Linked DNA regions of Callithrix jacchus: region 1 is linked to region 2. The links are chromatin contacts, called in public Hi-C maps. All regions are on one chromosome and are shown on one strand. The core of a region is the stretch at or near the end of the contact, and the rest is flanking DNA. Distances in the headings are between cores, read along the strand shown. Region 1 overlaps LOC118151628 (a long non-coding RNA gene). Region 2 overlaps LOC118151628 (a long non-coding RNA gene).

Region 1 (4,355 bases), core at 609-3,108, 81 kb before region 2:
CCTCATTTAGAGTGTTCCCAACTATCCTCTCGTGAAGAAAATTAGTAGGAATCTACAATTTTAAAAAACCAAACCAAAACAAACCCCAAACAAAACATCCACCTACGATTATATACTTTATTTTGTATGTTAATCCTTGATAAGCTGGGAGAATTTTAATAACACTGGCAATCAGAAGTCAAATGAAAATAAATAGATGTTCAATAAATAGCATTCTTTCTCTATTTGGTGGCAATGTTGCTGTCATCGGTTTTCCCCAGAATCATGAGGGTGGGAGGAAGGAGAGAAACACATGGGCGTGTTTGAGCTTTGCCTAGGTCTGAAACTTTCGATCTCAAATCTTCGTCTCCATCAGTCTTGTCTGGTGAACTCAAGCTGGCTTTGCTTTACTTACTAACCTGGGTTCCCGCTGTATAGACTCAGAAACCCGGGAGAGCTTAGGCGTCCTCCGAGCCAGGCGGGCGGGCACTTTCTCCAACCATTGCGGGCTGCAGCCAGTAGAGCACAAGTGTCTGCGGCCGCCCGTGGGAGGACCAGAGATCATCCCACCTACCTCCCTGCGCATACCCGGGTTAAAATGGAAAACTCTTAACTTAAGGGCTTTATTTAAAACACTCAGGTTTTGAAAGCTAGGTCCCCTCCGCAGACCAACAGGCCTCAGCGCGCGTCCTGTGCTGCGTGGGGAGGGCCTGGCAGCTGGCGGATCCGTCTGGGCTGCAGCTGCAGGGTCGGGAGCTCCTCTTGGACTGTGCTCCTTTCAGAAAACTCTTTTCTTGTCGGATGTGGTTTCCCTTTAATTAATCACTCATGCCCGCGTGTCCGCCGCGCCGCTTCCCCACTCTTCCTCCAGTCCCGCATATGATGTATATTTGGCAGCGGGAGAGCTGGTGGAACATCTGGGGTTGCCGCGCGGGTGGTTCTGCCCGCCGCTGGGCTTCAGGCCGCTGCCCAGAGACAGGGCGGTATCCTCCCAGATAGGGCTTCTGGAAGATTCACTGCCCTTTCCGGACTGTCTGGCCGGTTGGCCATGCTGGCCTCGAGGCTCGGCAGTTCCAGGCCTCGGCCTGGGTGGTCCAGGTGTTCAGGGTGGTCTCGAAGCCCATATTTCCTTCAGGTTTCCTACCTTCTCTGCCCTCCTCCTCATCCCCGCTTAGGAGCTGGCATTCCGCTGACACCCCGCTGACAACTGCCAACTTTTGCACCCCCAGGTATCTCTCAAAAAGTGGCTTGGCCACCTCAAGCACTGTGAATTCCTGGACTCCGAATGACACAGGGCAAATAGCCAAGCCACCAGGCAGTTGGGCCCCGGAGGTTGGAGGCCTTGGCCTGTGCAAGCTCCTCTCAGGAAAGCCCTGGCCCCAAACCCGAACAGCAAGCCACTCTAAGGATTGCGGGGCGGTAGGCTAGACCTGATTCAGCGGGTGTGTAGTAAGCCGTTGTCCCCTTTGTGTTTAATTTTCCGTCACTCCCGAGTCACTAGGGGAGGCCTCCTACTTGGGCCTCAGCTTCAAGGGAGGATGTGGCTGGGACCACCCTGGGACTCGGGTGTCTCCAATTGTAACTCAGGCCGCCCCACTCCGAACGAGGTGGGATCAGATATTCCCGCTTGTGAGTGTTGGTGGGGCTGAAGAGATCACAGGCGGCCGGATGTGGAACCTGGAGGGGTGTCACGACCAGGGCTCCGCGGCCCCAGACGTCCCAGCGGCTCGCAGCGGGCGCCAGGTCCGCGCTTGCCCTTCGGTCCTAGAGCCATGTGCGCGCAGGACGCGGGCCTTAGCTGCCCAAAGCCCGCACCAGGCCCCTGGGCTTTCGCAGGCGCGGGACGGGGATGCAGTCCGCACACTCCCTAGCTCAGAGAGGGCTGTCGCCGAAGCGGGGACCCACGCGTGAACCCCGCCTGCGCTGGGCCGGGCCAGTCCCATGCCCACCCGCAGCCCGGCTCGGCCGCGTTCCCAGCAGCCGGGAGCGCTTCCTCCCTCGGTCACCGATCCAGGCCGCTGGTCCAGCTGTCAAAACAGGGGGTGTCTCTTTCATTCTGGCTCACAAAGTCCCAAAGGGGAACAGGGGGCCTTAATGCTTGTGTTTGGACACAAGCAATTATCCCTAATTATTCTTTTTCTTTTGAGCCTGCCCGTCCCGCCGGCGAGCCCGCCGCGGAACAGGCCCCGTAATCCTCCCCGGTCGGCGGATCTCAGTGGGCTCTGTGCGGCCCTAGGCTCGGGCGCTTTCATGTCACTGCGGGTTTAGAGCTGATTCAAACTCATTGCGATGGGGGAATTAACCCCGGGGCCCGGGCTTTCAGGGGCCTCTGATAAGAGATTATACGTGTTGATGGCAAGCTTTTCTTGGCAAAATGTTTTCAAAGGGCTTGGAGTTGTTAAATCAAAGCGCCATTGAATTGCTCGGGACCAACCCCTCCCCCTCCTCGTGCCCTTCCCCCACCTCCATCTCTTTTCCCTTCATCCCTCCGCCCCCGTCACCGCCCAGGACTGCCCTGGGCTAGCGGCTCAGCCTCCGGGAGTGGCGAGTCACCTTCCTTGGTGCGATTTCCCCTCGCTGCCTCGCCCGGGGCGGGATTGTTTTTGTAGGTGCTCTTGCGGCTGGGCACTTTGGTACCCCTTCCCTTCCCGCCCCTTCACACACACTTGCTCGGGTAAAGAAAACATGTCCCAGATGAAAGACGTTTTTTTCAAAAGTACATGTGTTTTGTAGAAAACGGAGGTGACAGGGTGGGATAACGAGGAGAAAGGAAGGGTGGTTTTTTTGCCTCCCCCACCCCCGAAAGGTCATCGGAGTCAGAGGGGTAGCCATCGGGTTAAAAAGTGTTGTGGGCAGAGTTCAGATGTCCCATGAATCTCACGGTTCTGCCCTGGGGGCAATCTGGGGCCCCCCGAATGACAGAAATTGTTGGAGGACCAAGGGGATGTAGATTCTGCACTGTGGAAAGTCTTTATTCAGGGAACCAACCGGGTCCAATTATAAACTGCAAAGGATTATTGGGTAGTCTGCTGGGCCCTGCTTGGGTGCAGTGGGAAAAGCAAAATTTGGACAAGGGTTTCCAAAGTCCTACAGGTGCTAGGTAAATACCTCCCCTTGAAATAAAACAAGACATTTTAAGTGCCAGATATGTGAAACTGGTAACAATGCTGTTCCTGCCATCTCCTCCCTCCCCCATATATATCACATACACCAGATTAAACTGCTCAATTTTCGTAGCTAGACTTCTTGGTTATCCAGACCTTCATCCCCTCTTCCCCTCTCCCCATTCCTGGGATTGAAACCCTGCCTCTATTCCCATTTAGCTGGTCTGACACTCTGCCTGGTTTCTAAATAGACATTTCTCAAAAGAAGACATACAAATGGTTAACAGATATATTTTGTAAACGCTCAACATCTCTAAGGATCAGAAAAATGCAAATGAAAACCACAGCGAGCTATTGCCTCACATCTGTTAGATTGGATACTATCAAAAAGATCAACAAATCTTGGTGAGGGTGTGGAGAACTGGAACTTGTATACCATTGGTGGTGGTGTAAATTAGTACAGCCACTTTGGAAAACAGTATGGAGGCTCCTCAAAAAATAAAAAATAGGATTACTATGCCATCCAGCAATCCCCACTTCTGGGTATATATGCAAAAGAATGAAAGTCAGTATGTTGAAGACATGTCTGCACGTGTTCGTTGCAACATTATTCACAATAGTCAAGTTATAGGAATGGCTGGGCGCAGTGGCTCATGCCTGTAATCCCAGCACTTTGGGAGGCAGAGGCAGGCAGATTGCTTGAGCTCAGGAGTTTAAGACCAGCCTGGGCAACATGACAAAGCCCTGTCTCTACAAAAACACACAAAAATGAACCCGGCATGGTGGAGCGTACCTGTAGTCCCACCTACTTGGGATGCTGAGGTAGGAGGATCAGTTGAGTCCAGGAGGCAGAGATGGCAGTGAGTCGAGATCACACCACTGCACTGCAGTCTCAGTAACAGAACCAGACCCTTATCAAACAAAAATATGGAAACAACTGAAGTGCCCATCAATGGGCAAATGGGTGGTACACATACACAATGGAATACTAATCAACTTTTTAAAAACCAGAAATTCTGTCATTTTCAACAACATGGATAAACCTAGAGAACATTGTGCTTTAGGTGAAATAAGCCAGACACAGAGAGACAAATAATATAACCTCACTTATAAGTGGAATCTAAAAATCGAACTCATGGAAGTACAGAGTAGAATGATGGTTCCCAGAGGCTGGGAGCAGGGGAGCGGGGAAGATGGGGAAAGGGGAAACATTGGTTAAAGGTACAATGTTGCAGTGAGACAGGAGGAATAAGTTCTGGAAATCTACTGCCT
Region 2 (4,588 bases), core at 191-2,690:
TCAGCCTTTCGCTTTACACATGTGGAAACTGAGACCTAGAGAGGAGCCATGGTTCTACTGAGGCTACAGAGCTAGTTACAGCCAAATCTGAGGCCAAAGCCCCTGCCTGAATGCTAGCCAATACTAACTGCTAACACATACATAATCACACCAGGATTAAGCAGTCCTCTGGGAATGCGGCCCATCTGTAAGGAAGGACCAGTTTTTAGAATGTTCTTAAGTTTTGGGAAAAGCTTCTACTTTTCCTCTTTTGGTGGACGGTACGGAGGGAGGATCCAGGTGTGACCCTGCAAAGCCTTCTAAGCTGTCTTCAGCATGCCCAGACCCCTTGTCACCATGGTGGCAGCACCTACCCTTCCCAGCACTGAGAACCTTCAAGGCCACCAAGCTCCACACCTCTATACTCATCCAGTTTGAGTGATTGAGGCTTTGGGTTTTAATGGGTTTCATTCAAAAAACAGGGTGATTTCCCAGCTGGCGGAACCCTCAAAGATCTCCCAAAAGCAGTGGTGGGAATGAGATAACCAGAGGGAAGGGGGCAGGTGAGGAAACCTCCTTCTCTGGATCTAGGAGGTTCTTGCTCAGAGAAGCTCAGAAAGCCAGATCCAGAAGGGATGGCAAATGCAGGACCAGCCTCTTCACTGTAACTGCTGTCAGAACCAAAGCTGACAGGTGACTGATCCAGAGTCAGAGACTAAAATCCATGGCCTCTGCCTTTGATCCCAGGCTCTTTCTACTTTGCCAGTCCGTTAATGGTCTAGCCACTCTTTTAAAAACTTGTATTTTGAAGATTTTTGTTCTTCCAAGGGAATTTTTTTTAACGGAGACAGAGTCTTGCTGCATTGCCGAGGATGGGTTACAGTGGCACAATCATAGCTCACTGTAACTTCTACCTCCTGACTCAAGTGATCCTTCTGCCTCAGCCTCCCCAGTAGCTAGGACTACAGACCTAGTAGTCACCACACTCAGCTAATTTTCTTATTTTTTGTAGCTTGATTTGTCTCTACAAAAAATTAGACAATCCGCTGAATGACCCAGGCTGGTCTCAAACTCCTGGCCTCAAGCCATCTTCCTGCAGCCCTGGCCTCCCAGAGTGCTGGAATTACAGGCGTGAGTCACCCCGCCAACCTCAAGGATCTTTATTAAGCAAATGGCTTCCCCAGACAGCCTCGGCCCCCAGGGTGAGCGGCTGCCTGCACTTTGGCTGGAGGAGAGCCTTTCTGAGTGGCTCTGTTTGGCCTGCAGCCACTAAAAAAATCTCCTAGGACCTGTCTCACTCCTGAAGGCAGGCAGGGTCTCTGCCCTCAGCTGCAGCTGAGCTAGGACGATTCCCCTTCCCCCGCTCCCCTCCTTTTCTCACCCCGCCCTCCGCGCATTGACCTAGCACTCCCAGATACATCATTCCTGTTTTCTGACGGGGTTGCTGTTAGCTGCATTCCTGTTTCATGATGTGCGGTGTCATGACCTCCCAGTCTCTGCCATCCCCATGCAGCGTGAGCCCTGGCTGCAGCGCGCGAGACGAAGGCCGCCTGCCACTGGAGCGCTGTCTCTCGGGTGTCAGGGTGCAGCGCAGGCCAAGCGGACGGGAGGTGCGGCTGTGAGCTGTACCGCAAGGACAATGGGACTTTTATTTCTGGCCCGTCTTGGTTGGCAGTCTCTCTCCCACTCTCTTTCTTGGTCGGGCTTTGGTTTAAAGTTACCCTTTCAGGATTAGATTGGTGTTTTCTTTCCCATGCCACCAGGGAAGTTTCTGTTTCCGAAGCGGCTGAACACAGACCGGTCAGTCAGTCCCAAGCCCTTACCAGGCACAGGCGCGCGCGGCCGGGGCTTCTCCAAATCACCCGGCAGCCAGAGGCCCGCCAGACTTGCCTCTTGCCATGTGGGAAGGCATGCTGCCCTGCAAGCTAATCTTTAAATTACTGTTTTCTGTTGGGCACATGTGGTTATAACCAAGCGCCTCTACCCTAACTCCCACCCCCGCGCCCCGTTTTTCACAGAAAATCCTAGAAATAAACACTGCTTAGGAGTGGAATGGGGGTGGAGGTCTGTGTAAGCAGACTTGTCTCCTTGCTCCTCATTTTTATGCCTTCAGTCACCACGAAGTCTGGCCACCAAAGACAATCTCCTATTCTCTGAAACTCGATGCCAAAACAAATGAGACAACCAAAAAAGTTCTGGATTCCCCTTCACCCAGCTGAGATGGGACCGCTTTTTAAAAGAAACGCTAAGAACCCTAGGAGGGAAGGGGTGGGAACCAGAATCTCTGTAGAGTCAGTGAAGCTCTTTAGGGACCCAGCAGCTCTTACTCTAAGATGGTCACTTCCTGGAGGGTTTATGGGGCTGCCACAGCCATTCTCAGGGCTAAATTGTTGGCTGCCTGTGATTTTCCACTTGGGGAAGGTGTGCCTCCGCAAACACAGCCCAGCTCAGATTAGGAGCCCACAACCTCCACACAGGGGCGTCTTCCAGTTTACCTCTTGCAAGCACAAAGCATGATGTTGATTTAACCACATGATAACCACACACAGCTAAACCCACACCATAAATGTGAGCACACGAAGAACTGGGGAGGCTTCCCTCAACTTCTCTCAGTGTTCCATTATCTTAGATGAAACTGTCTCCTCCTCCTCCTTCCTCCTCTTCCTCCTTCCTCCTTCTTCCTTCTCCCCCTCCTTTCCTCCTCCTCCTCCTTCTTCCTCCTCCTCTTCCTCCTTCTTCCTTCTCCCCCTCCTTTCCTCCTCCTCCTCCTTCCTCCTCCTCTTCCTCATTCTTCCTTCTCCCCCTCCTTTCCTCCTTCTTCTTCTTCCTCCTTCTTCCTTCTTCTTCTTACAAAGGCAACACCTATTTCCGAGAAGAGCATACAGTAAATAAAACAGAACACATTCCTCTCATTCCTTGCCCACAAATTCTACTCCCTGGGAATAACCATGACTAAACCATTTGGTGCATATCTTTTAAAATCTGACATTTTCAGAGATCCAAATTAATACTCCACGGTCTTGTTTTAATTGTTTTTAACTCTTGTTTTAAAGTCAACATTATGGAGAGAAATTTACACACAATAAAATATGCCCATTTTAAGTGTGCAGCTGGGTGACTTTTGATAAATGTGTGCCCCTTCATGATATGGAACATTCCCTTCACTCAGAAATCCCCTTGTACCCCTTTGCTGACAATTCACCACCCTGGCCCCAGGCAACCCCAATCTGCCCTCTGTCATTATAGGTTAGTTTTGTCTAGTCTCGGATCTCATACGAATGGAATCATGCAATATGTGTTCTGTTGTATTTTTTTTAATCAGCATGTTTTTGAGATTCATTTGTGTTGCTGTATCAGTAGTTAGCTCTTCTCTGTTGCTGAGTCGTATTCCCTTATATGAATGGACCGTAATTTGCTCATCCACTCTTCTGAGGCTGGACATTAGAGTTGTTTCCAGTTTGGGAGTAATATTAATTGCCTGAAAAGCTGCAATTAATATGACTTAATATTAAGTATGTTGTTTTTAATCATGAAAAAAAGGAGAGAGAGTAAATCCAAATTTATCTCAGGCCTATAATTCAGAGCTTAGTAATTAGCAGGCTCTTTTCTTTTCTTTTTTGAGACAGAGTTTCACTCTTGTTGCCCAGGATGGAGTGCAATGGCATGAACTCAGCCTACTGCCTCCTGGGTTCAAGCAATTCTCCTGCCTCAGCCTCCCAAGTAGCTGGGACTACAGGTGTACACCACCATGCCCAGCTAATTTTGTATTTTGAGTAGACACAGGGTTTCACCATGTCAGCCAGGCTGGTCTCAAACTCCCGACCTCCAGTGATCCACCCGCCTTGGCCTCCCAAAGTGCTGGGATTACCAGTGGTCCATCCCCGGGCTAGCAGGCATATTTCTAAGACAAACATTTTTTGTGAACAAGAAGTCCAGATAGGTCATCTTAATCTTGATTATAATGATGATAATTATTAACATTGAATGCTTATGTGACACTTCCAATTTGTAGACTCTATTTTCAGACATGATCTCTGGCATTTTACTAATTTTATAGATGCCAGCTCTTAATATGCTCTTTCCCAACCCCACCTCCTCCTCCACATCCATACAGTGGGGCAAGGGTGACTCCACTGGTACTTAGAAGACATGAGGACTTCTACTGATAGTTTTATGCACTAAAACTTGACCTGTGTGCCTGTTCATGCAGATCATTTAAGTCCTGATTTAAATCGAGTTTTAGGGAATTTAATAAGAACTATTCCAAAAGGCTTGCTATATACACACTCATTAATTTTAAAGAATCCATTAGAAAGAACCCTGAAAAAAATATAGAGTAAATAGCACCACAACATGATTTGACTTATTTTGCTGACTACATGAGGTCATTTAGATGATGGAAGACATGCCACCCAAAAAGCAAAATCATCTAGCAAAGTGGTAGAATCAACCTATACATCCAAGTCATGACTTTCATGCTTCTAGCCAGGAATGCAATTTTCCTCTCACTGGAATTATTCATTTCCTCTTTAATAGGTCATGTCTCATTTACCTTGATTTAGCTTTGGGCCAAATACAGTATGTATTTGGTGTGGGAAGAGAAGGAGAG

The links. A called contact is a pair of places that touch in the nucleus more often than the background predicts.
Region 1: a Hi-C map of induced pluripotent stem cells shows a contact between it and region 2, with 2.8 times the contacts expected there. The contact joins two enhancer-like sites. A contact is called at or near these places in 2 of 3 Hi-C or Micro-C datasets (induced pluripotent stem cells and skeletal muscle).

Annotation. Positions count from the first base shown.
Region 1 is chr2:137,859,599-137,863,953 of calJac240_pri, reverse strand. The region is part of intron 1 of LOC118151628 (a long non-coding RNA gene); the gene reads left to right. Among named protein-coding and RNA genes, the nearest start is that of TMEM174, 68 kb to the left of the region's middle. Within about 2 kb of position 1,858, at least 2 of the 16 cell types and tissues checked have an H3K27ac peak or open chromatin away from gene starts, as enhancers often do.
Region 2 is chr2:137,778,378-137,782,965 of calJac240_pri, reverse strand. All of the region lies in intron 4 of LOC118151628 (a long non-coding RNA gene), which reads left to right. Among named protein-coding and RNA genes, the nearest start is that of FOXD1, 140 kb to the right of the region's middle. Within about 2 kb of position 1,440, at least 2 of the 16 cell types and tissues checked have an H3K27ac peak or open chromatin away from gene starts, as enhancers often do.